Regions from separate parts of the Drosophila melanogaster genome. Here region 1 is linked to region 2. Evidence: chromatin contacts called from public Hi-C data. All regions are on one chromosome and are shown on one strand. The core of a region is the stretch at or near the end of the contact, and the rest is flanking DNA. Distances in the headings are between cores, read along the strand shown. Region 1 holds the start of lncRNA:CR45169 (long non-coding RNA:CR45169). Region 2 overlaps Rbfox1 (RNA-binding Fox protein 1).

Region 1 (5,168 bases), core at 2,204-4,703, 330 kb after region 2:
ACGGGGCTGCTGGGCAAAAGATGCTCGAAGGGATGGAAGGGGGGTCTCAAAAGGGGTGTGCACAACCCACACCTCATCGGGGACATTTAACCCTTACACACACTGGCAAACATGTGCGTCGCAGGGAAGTTATTATTGTGATTATGATGATTGCCGTTCAAATAATTTCGAGTTTGAGCTTTGACTTGAAAGAGATTCCGTTTGGCTGCCATGATCTACCCCTCGACTTTCCATCATCATGCAAATGCAAATGAGTCAATGAATGGGAAGTATAAAAACGACCTCTGAGCCGGAAGTTGTTCAGGTAGTCAAACAAGGATGTTCCTACGATAAGACACCCTGTTTTGATCGACGGCGAGAGCGCAACAGGATGTACATTAGGAACCGCTAAGAGTCCAATAAAACGCTACCCAGGAGAGATCGCAAATAGAAAGAAGAAAGGCAAAGGAAAGAAAGAAGTGAGGGAAAGTAGTAAAGCCACCACCAAGATAAAGATATAGGTGCACTAAGAAGAAACCGAATGAATATATGTACCTAAACGTGAACAATTGTATTGCAAAAGAAAAGTTTTTGCCTGCTGATATCTAAGTCTATCACTTGGAATAAAACTGAAAGGAAATTTGCAGTATTTGAAAGATTGCAAAATTTAAAAATTGTATTGTTGAATAAAAAGTATAAATGTTTATAGAACAACTGATCAACTCTAAATCATTTGCATCTTTAAATGATCGCCTTATTTAACTAAATTATGGAAATCCCACGATCATCAATTATAAATGATACAGATTGGTCATTTACTAATCTTGAAGTAGGCACCCTTTTTCCCCAGTGTAGATAGGATCAGTCACCACTAAAACCCAACCGCACAGGGGCAACGCTTGTGTTCGTAGGCATGTGAAGAGGCTCGAAGGCCTTTTGTCAACCGGGGGAACAACAGAAGCCTCAAGTAGGCACAACTGCGTCACCATCAAGAGTTGGCTAGACAGGATAAGCAGGGGCTGCAGGAGCAGAGGAGCTGAGGCGCGGAGGACCGAGGGCAGAGGACTAAGGACACTGAAAGGCAGTCAACAGACGGCAGACAAAACAGACAATTATCGGGCCACGCAGTCATGACACTTATATCATGTGTGTAAAGCGATATTCCAGGCCATCCAGAACATCGATGGAGTGGACTTGAATGGAGTGGAGCGTGCTCTCTTTGTTCCGCGAGTGTATCTGTGAAACTGGCTCTTAATTCGTGTCTATATCCGTATCTGTATCTCCAACTGTGTTCGCATCTCCATCTGTATTTGTGGCGTATCCTTGACATTCATCGTCGTTCCGCCTGAGGAACTGCGGATTCTTTGCGCCCCGAGCTTCTCTTTGGTGAGTGGTGCGGTTTATTGGTTTGTAATAAGCTCTTTGAAGTGTTTAATTGAAGCTTTTGTTAAGCAATTAGACGGCAAAGTGAAGTTGCGCCGAGGTGTTGCCGCCTATTGGTAATTGCCCAACCTAAGTGCTATCTCCGTTTATTATGATGAAAGATAATGTTTTATCGGTGCGGTGCAAGGGGGAGAACTTCACGAAGCGAAGTGGAAAATTGGTATAGGGGTGGTCTGATTTACCTAACCCAGCCGCTTTGGTACCGCTTTCCATCGCACTCTCACCTTCCCTCTCCTTAGATATTATTTATTGTAGCCGCATTTTATTTTTGTGTATCTATGGAATGTAAGCAGACAGCCGATTGCATTCGAGCATCTTCGACTGCAACAGCAGCGGCAGCTTGTTTTGTGCCAGCCGACACAGAGATACAAAGATACACGGATACCCAGAAAAATGCCCAGATACAGATACATTAGCTCGTAGGCAAGCAGTTGGGTAGTCACTCAGATTCAGATTCAGATTCCGAATCCGAAAGCGATTCGGCGTCGCATGCAAACGCAAAAACAAAACAAAATGAAATTATCATTGACCGCCGATCATGATCATCATCGCGATGGAATACGAACACCATCGTCATCTGCCTTGTATCTGTGTGCGTTTTGGAGGTGATCTGCTCTACTATATCTCTCTGCTCTGATATGATCGCAAGCTGACTGATCCATTTGGGCGATGACTGCGATGAGTGGATTATTCTATGACGACGGTGATTTTGGAAGGTGAACACTTAGGGTTTTGTTTGGATTACCTTCATTAGATGACAAAGAAGAATCACTCACCATATAATTTTGGAAAAAAGGCGATTAATTGCGTATTCTGTATAATTTAATGTTCACTTTAAATTAGAAGTGGCGTTAAACTGTTTTTTTTTTTTTCAATTTTAATTCACTTAATATTAACAATAATGGCGGACTTAAATTACCTTACAAAGTTTAAGAATTATTATTAGTAATTTAACGAAAGGTATTAAATGGTAAATATCATTCCTATTTTAGTTCAATAAAACCCAATATTTTTAAAATAAGAAATTTGTTCTTAGCAATAAGTACGATCAGTTTCGAAAATTGATTTCAAAATTATATTCCAACTTATAAATTTAATGGTGCTTAGGATTTAAATAGTTTTCTTTGAAGATTTTATGTGCCCAATCTGATCCCAGATAAATTTGACCATCTCTAACTTCGGTTTTCCCATCACCACGCATTTTTCCGAAGGAATTTTCCTCTCTGTTTGTTGTTGTTGTTGTTGTTGCTGTGTTGTACTTGATTGTGGCATAATTTCTCGCTCGCCTCCATTTATACAATCCCTCACTGTCCGTCTCTATCGCACCCCTAGCCCCATCCCCCTCGCACTCTTCACAACCAAGTGCAACGCATAAATTTTTTATTTGTTTGGTATTCATCTTATTTCGTTTAATGTATTTTTATTTTCAGATTTTTTGTTGGCTTGTGTTTTCCATATTTCCTTTTTCTTTCAGCTTGTTTGGTGTTTTTAAGATAATTTTGTTGGTGAAGAGGGCAAGTTGTTGTTGTTGTTGGTGTTGGTATTGGTATTGGTATTGTTGTTGTTATTGCGCATAAGTATTTTGTGTGTTAATTTGTTCGTCGTTGGTGTGGTTGACGGGTTGGTTCAGTCATTCAACTATATAAAGTATTGTCGTTCCTTCTTCCTCTCATTTATTATTCGTTTCGTTTCGATTTCGTTTATGTACAACGCACTTTTCACTTTGTTGTTCGTTATTCGTTGTTTGTTTGTTGTCGATCGTTGTTTTTATTTATCGCTCTTGTTGTTGCGCTTTTGAAGCGTGGGCATGTGGCATCCACTTTTGTTGTAATTGCGTCGGGTAACTGCATGAATAATTATTAAGTTATTCGAGGAGGGTCGTAAAATGAGGGGTATGCAGATGTACTGCACTCACTCGCACTCACCCCAAAAATTTATGGGATTTCTCCCTGATATCCGACTTATTTTTAGACGTGCTCAATCATTTCTTGGGGGGCAGCATAATTAATCGACAAACAAAATAGGGTCTTCTAAAGGAATGGATTCTAAAATCAAAATGCAACATAAAGCAAATACTTCAAATATTTCAAAAACTCCTCAATATTACTACAATACCATTTTAGAATAGTATTAACATTTGTATTCATTTGCTCATAATATTATATTCCAAATATGCTCATTTCCATAATCTCCCATCATAATTTGTATTCAGCATTTGCTGACAATAACATTAAAATTCAATTACTTTCAACCACCACTTCCTGAAATTTGATCTTCTTGCACGAACTGAAAAATTAAATCTTCAATCCAATTTTCAATCTCCTGATATTTCAACTCGCTGCCGAAACACCGAAATCAATTTTAATCTCTAATAAAACCCAATTTAACACTGTTAAGCCTGCCTGCAGGAATAGCCCAAGCCAAATGGTGTTTTCTGTGGCTTTAATTAGGCTTATTAAAAGAGAAGTTATGCGCCCGGTGTTAAGCCACCATTGCCGTATCAATTTACCGCACACGGAAAAGGCAAAAAACAAAAAAACACCCAGAAAACTCCAGAAGTTGTATTACAACGCTCACAAAAAAGAAAAGGAAAAAAAGAGAGCGGGAAAGAGGAAAAACATTTTCATTCATTTCAAATGCGAGAACAGGAATCGAGAGAGCTAAATAGAAATTCCGATGGTGGAAGCCATCATCATCATCACCATTGCCATCATCACCATTGCCATCGCCATCGCCATGTGGCTCATCCTCATCCACTTCTTGGATGTCTTGAGGCTTCTTTTTCGGGCTCTTTTCTCTCGGCGGCGTTGTGATATTTATGTTTTCATCAAAAGAGCAGGCGAACAATCAAAATGCGCTGCACTCGACTCCAGAGCAGAGACCCAATGAAAAACACACAGATGCAGATGCAGATACAGATACAGATACGGATACGGGTGCGGGTTTGGGTTCGAGTTCGAGTTGGGTATTACTACAGCTGCAGCTGCAGGTACAGATACAGATACTTCTGGTGCAGATACAGATACAGATGCAAGTGAACTGAACTAAGGTGAAGTGAAGAAACTACAAGCAGACAGACGGCATCAGGCAGCAGGCAGCGCTTTAACCTCATATTTATCCAACAGATACTTATAGCGGAGCGCAAAAAAGCAAGCAGCGACAAAAGAAATGAAGGCCCCACAGTACCCACCAAAGTCCCCATAACACTGAACACAATGCAAACTCATTTTCATTTGTTTAAGATTGATACATATTTTATTTAATTTTATAAACGCATCATTTTTCTTTGGGTCAAATTTTCAGTTTTGATATTACCGCACTATATTATAATTCAAATTAAAAAACATCAATCAAAAAAAATTGTAAAATTACAGCCTAGTTTACTTTATTTTATTATAGTATCATTCAAATTGTTGCCAAAATCTATATCAAGAGTTTTCTTACTTCCCATTTAGGTTGTATTATAATTAAACAACAAAGATTAAATTGAGCAAATTAGTTGATAATTTTTTTGCGTTAATTTCAAATTAAACATAACTTCATGCCGATCTTAATTCGAATTTCAAAGTGATTGGATTAAAAAAGCAGCTCTTTTTCATTTTTGACCTCGATAAATATCAAAAATATAAAAAAAAAAGATCGAGTGGAATATTTAAATTTAAATAATTTACGGTGCACCCGAAACGAAAAGAAAATACCCGTAGTGGCAGAGGGAAAGAGGAGGGGCAGGAGAGAGCGAGGCAAGT
Region 2 (4,675 bases), core at 1,862-4,361:
TTATTGTGTTAACAAGAATCACTTTTTTTTTTGCTTTACGTATTGCTTGTATCTTTGGCAAATTTTCCCACGTCTGCGAATAAATTTCAATTTTTATTAATTTATTTTATTTGTCTTGTCTTCTCTTTTCTTTGCAGGTACGTTTTTGATATGCAAATACTATGGTTGAAAAACTACTCCAAAGTCGAATGATTGATAAGGAAGTTGGCCTGGCCTAAACATAGACTTAGACCACATTTTGATGAATGGCACAAGAAGCTGCTTTTGTGGTTAACGATGGGTTTTTATGATGTCAGACCGGTGATTTGACATTGAATTTGGCTGCTCAAGCCAGAACGAGAATTTTTTTTGTGTTTGTTTTTGCAGAAAATTAATGGATACGGTCGTTGAATTGTTCTCTAATGACCCAGTTTAAAAAAAAACTAAAAATGCAGAGTTACTTAGTTGTAGCTATCTGAACTTAGCTTTATACTTTAGAACTACATCTAAATATCTAGACATACGCAAGTTCAGATTATTCAATTATATCTTGAACTACAGACAAAAGCATTATATTTCATATATTTTGCAATTATTCAATGTCGCTGCCGTCCTGAATCGATTTCTAGTTTCAGTTTATTTCGCAAATGTCACTCAAATTAATTGCAATTAAAAGTTCGCCTGCCTGTCATCGTGTGTAGCAGTAGTAACTTGAATCTGAAAACATTTTGCACACGCAAAATAAATCCGCATCGCATACAGATTGAGAGGAAAATACTTGAAAAAGGAAAAAAAAAAATGAAAACCGAAATTGCGTCGCATTAAGTAAAGCCTTCCTGGCCTGGTCCGCTGATTTTTCAATTGAAAAATTGCACATAAATTGCATAAAACTGTTATACGTCGTCGGCAGCTGGCATAAATTGTGTTTCAGATGTGGTTTTTATGGGTAGGTGGAGAGATCAGAGGAAGTCCATTGTGCGTGCGCAGTTAACCGCAAAGTTTTGGTCAAGACTTTGTATTTCAACGCAAACAGATTATAGCATTTACACGCTGCGTATCGAGATTGTAAAACCGATATGGTTTTTTTAGAAAAAAAAAAAAGATACCAAAAGTCATAAAAAATGGACACATTTCACTTACACTGCAGCGTCTTAAATATGCCTAAAATCATGAAACGCACTGTATCGCATCATCTTATATCTCTGATTTTACATCTTTCGGTCTTTATGTCGGCTATTAATTATGTTTATTTTGCGTTTACAGCGCTTTGAAGGCTGTTTGGCATCTCAAATGATTTTCATGTACCAAATGACTTTCACTCAATTAGTCTTTAGTCAAGTGATGCAGGCATGTGTCCGACAATTTCTTAAGTCGATTTTCCATTTTTTCCATTACCCGAAGTGGCCATCAATCCCTCCACCGATTGGATAGGTTCTTGTCATATTTCAATTTCTCATTTTCCCCCTCCTTTGATTGATGGCTCTGTATAATTTTTTCAGGGGAAAAAAAGAGCATAAATGCGCATCATTTTGTACTATATGTGGGCAAAGTTATGTAGAGTAGAGTCTGTACGGCCCGCATCTAATTGAGTCCATTTCCATTTCCAGGGCAAATGATATGACAATTTATTTCAATTAAAGTTGATTTAAAAAATTGCCATATCGCCCCATCTCTTTCTAGTCCGGATCGCCTTGATAATTTCGACAATAGAAAACCTTATTTAAATTCCTAAGTCAAACCAAAAAGACGCTCACTAAAATTGTATAATATGTAGGTTACCTTTTACTTTCAAACGCTTCGATGATAAATTAACCGAAATGAGGCTCGTAAAATGCATAAAAAAAAGGTGCTCAAGATAAAATCTTCTCGTTTTGCGTAATATCTTTGGAATGTAAATTGCAAATAAATTGCCAATTAAATTGGAATTTTTTGTATTTAAAATTCAAGTACTTAGCTTAATTCGCATAGGTGGCTGTTGAAAAGCAATTAAATCGGGGTGCGATAATCCTAAAAATGCTCTTAAAAATGCATGTACCCGTTTTTGCACATTTCCAAATGACTTAAATAAAATAAGCAAACGAGTTAATTGAATATTTTAAATTAACACAATGCAAATTTGCTGTAACTGACAAGTTCACAGCTCGAGATGAAAGAGCCAAAGATAAACAAACGCCAACGAAAACCGGCGGCAGTGTGAATGACCCAAACTTCGGTACCCCCCCCCCCCCTCTCTCTCTCTCTCTCGCTCTCGCTCTCCACCTCTCTCTTTCTGAGCCGAGTGAAACGTTTAAGCCAAGTTTCATGCAAATTATTCGGTTCAACGATTATGGTGTGCAGAGCGGCGGGGTTGACGGTAAAAAGCGGGGGCCAAAAGCTAATCGCAGGTGTCAGTCACACGAATCCCAGGTATACATACATACATATCTCCCCTCGTTTTTCTTGCCCCAGCAATTAGCAAGATCGTCGCACGCCCGCTAATTTTTTTTTTTTGTCATTTTTTTATTTTTTCGTATTTTTTGCTATGACTCAGCAGCAGCAGCAGGCGTACAAAAGTTGGTCAAAAGTGTAACAGGTTTTCCACATTGTCATTGTAGTGCAGTTGCCAAAGTAACGGTATCTGTAGCAGACAGATCGACTAGGTTAACTATATGGCATTAACTTGGTTATTGGAGCGATTGCATAATGGAGTTCTCTACGCTTCAGTGGACAGCTCAAGATCAGCGCTTCTGTTACTAAATTGTAATCATTATAGAACTATTTTCAAATATTCTTATAATGCCAAAATAGAACATAAACGATTTACAAATAATAACAAATGAAGTTTGAATGCAAAATTTCGTAGATAAATGCAATTAATACAAGTCTTTCATCATTATTAATAGTAAATTTTTGTATCACCCCTCTAATTTGCTGACATTTTCACCAAGTAGCTGGTAATAAGTACTTAGTTGCGCTCTTTTTCGAACGACTTTTATGCGGCTGTCAATTGTTTTCACTCCATTTCTCGGCTCCATTCAACTGCCATTCGTTTTCATTCATTAGCGGCGGCAGCAAGTGCAGTGCATCAGTTCTGCTCTTTCGTCACACTTTTGCTAGCACATGCCATCTCTTTCGCTGCCGCCTCTATCCGTCTCTTTCGGCCTCTATCTGGCTATTCGCAACGCCCCCACGTGCTTTTTGAACGCTTTTGATCGCGCGCTGACACAGTCGACAAATTTTTATTGCCGCCTCGGAGTCGATCTCTGGCTTTTGTTTTGCTTCTTATATTATTTATTGCAGCCGGCTTTTGTTTTCATTTATCTCATGCTCTTCGCTCTCTCAAACAATTTTTTGCTTTTTTAACAATTTTATTTCGTTTTGTTATTTCTATTTTGTGCGCTCACTGTTGGGCTACTAAAATTTACATTTTATTTGCATGTCATAAACGAGATTTTATTGTAGGCATTTATCGTTCGTGCATGTATAATTTTTTGTTGACTTTATTTTTTTCGACCAAAATATTTTGCTATTGAGTAATCGAGAAAAATGTCTACAAAGTCAAGTCAAGAACAGTGGGATTTGGTAGGAAAATGTGAACATGCTGAACATGACATATAAATATGAATGGATTTTTTCTCCTATTCGATTTCCGTATTGTACAAGATTTTGCTGAATTAAGCTCGTTTTAAGTAGATGCTTTCCATCTTTACATTTTCGTAACGCACTGTATTTCCATGCATTCAGTTAGTGCCCACTTGATTTAGCATTGAGTAAGGTTTTTTTTTTTAGTTTATTTTTAGGGTTGGTCAATAAATAAAAAGGTGGGCAAACAACTTTTGAATAGACTTATACAAATAATGGCGGTCTTACTAGTTTGTCAGAGCTTCAAGTGAATAGATAGATAGGCCTCAACTGCAGTGATATCAAATAGGGGTTTGGTTATTTAATAATAAAACGTGTTAAAAAAAATTTCAATTAATTTTTCTGATTCATCAACCTTTCTGAATACCAGCCGTGACATCAATTAAATGGCTAATCGCCACCTGAATCATTCCCTAACCGGAAACATCTAGAGACATGCAGTCTGCAACTATTTATAGAAACTACTATATCTACTATATCTTTGTTATTATCTTGCATAATTGAAAACTATGCATAATTTATGCAAATGCAATTAATCAACGATTAATGGAGCCTCGTCTCCATCATCATTTTTTATTTACTTTGTTATTACATACAACAATTTATAGCGCTTGCATATTTTCACGATTTTTTGCCATAAATTTTACATTGGAAAAAATGCTAAAAGCGCGTTTGAAAGCCATTCGCAAATCACTTTAACGATTCGAGAATGCAACTTTTTCGGTTGCCCCTTTCGTTTAGTGCTTGATTTTTTGTGTTCCTTGCAGTATATGTATATATTTCTATGTACATTTCGCTTTAATGGCGTCTCGAGGCACTCGCCTTTTCGATGAATTGAATTTATTAGCTAGCTGAAAAGTGCAAATTTGCTACTCGTTGCCACCCGTTTTGGTGGAAAATTGTGCACACTTTGCCTTAACTGTTGCCAATTAACATAAAGCGACAGTGCCGGCAAAACAACAAGGTGAACAAGTCAGGTTGCAAATGCAAAAGATAAATGGAAGATGCGCTCTGGGTTTTAATCTGAACGTAAGGGAGGGGTATAAGTTGCATGGTGTATTGTAACGCCTGGCGC

Evidence for each region. Hi-C and Micro-C count contacts between places; a contact is called where the count stands out from the background.
Region 1: a contact with region 2 is called in a Hi-C map of the Kc167 cell line, with 2.0 times the contacts expected there. A contact is called at or near these places in 4 of 107 Hi-C or Micro-C datasets (the D17-c3 cell line, the Kc167 cell line, the ML-DmBG3-c2 cell line and 1 more).

What each region holds. Positions count from the first base shown.
Region 1 is chr3L:10,847,237-10,852,404 of dm6, forward strand. It overlaps lncRNA:CR45169 (long non-coding RNA:CR45169), which reads right to left and starts at 3,454. Exons shown (of 2, transcript NR_124862.1): 1 at 3,348-3,454; 2 at 2,834-3,266. All of the region lies in intron 1 of tna (tonalli), which reads left to right.
Region 2 is chr3L:10,519,475-10,524,149 of dm6, forward strand. All of the region lies in intron 2 of Rbfox1 (RNA-binding Fox protein 1), which reads left to right. Among named protein-coding and RNA genes, the nearest start is that of snoRNA:Me28S-A2629, 16 kb to the right of the region's middle.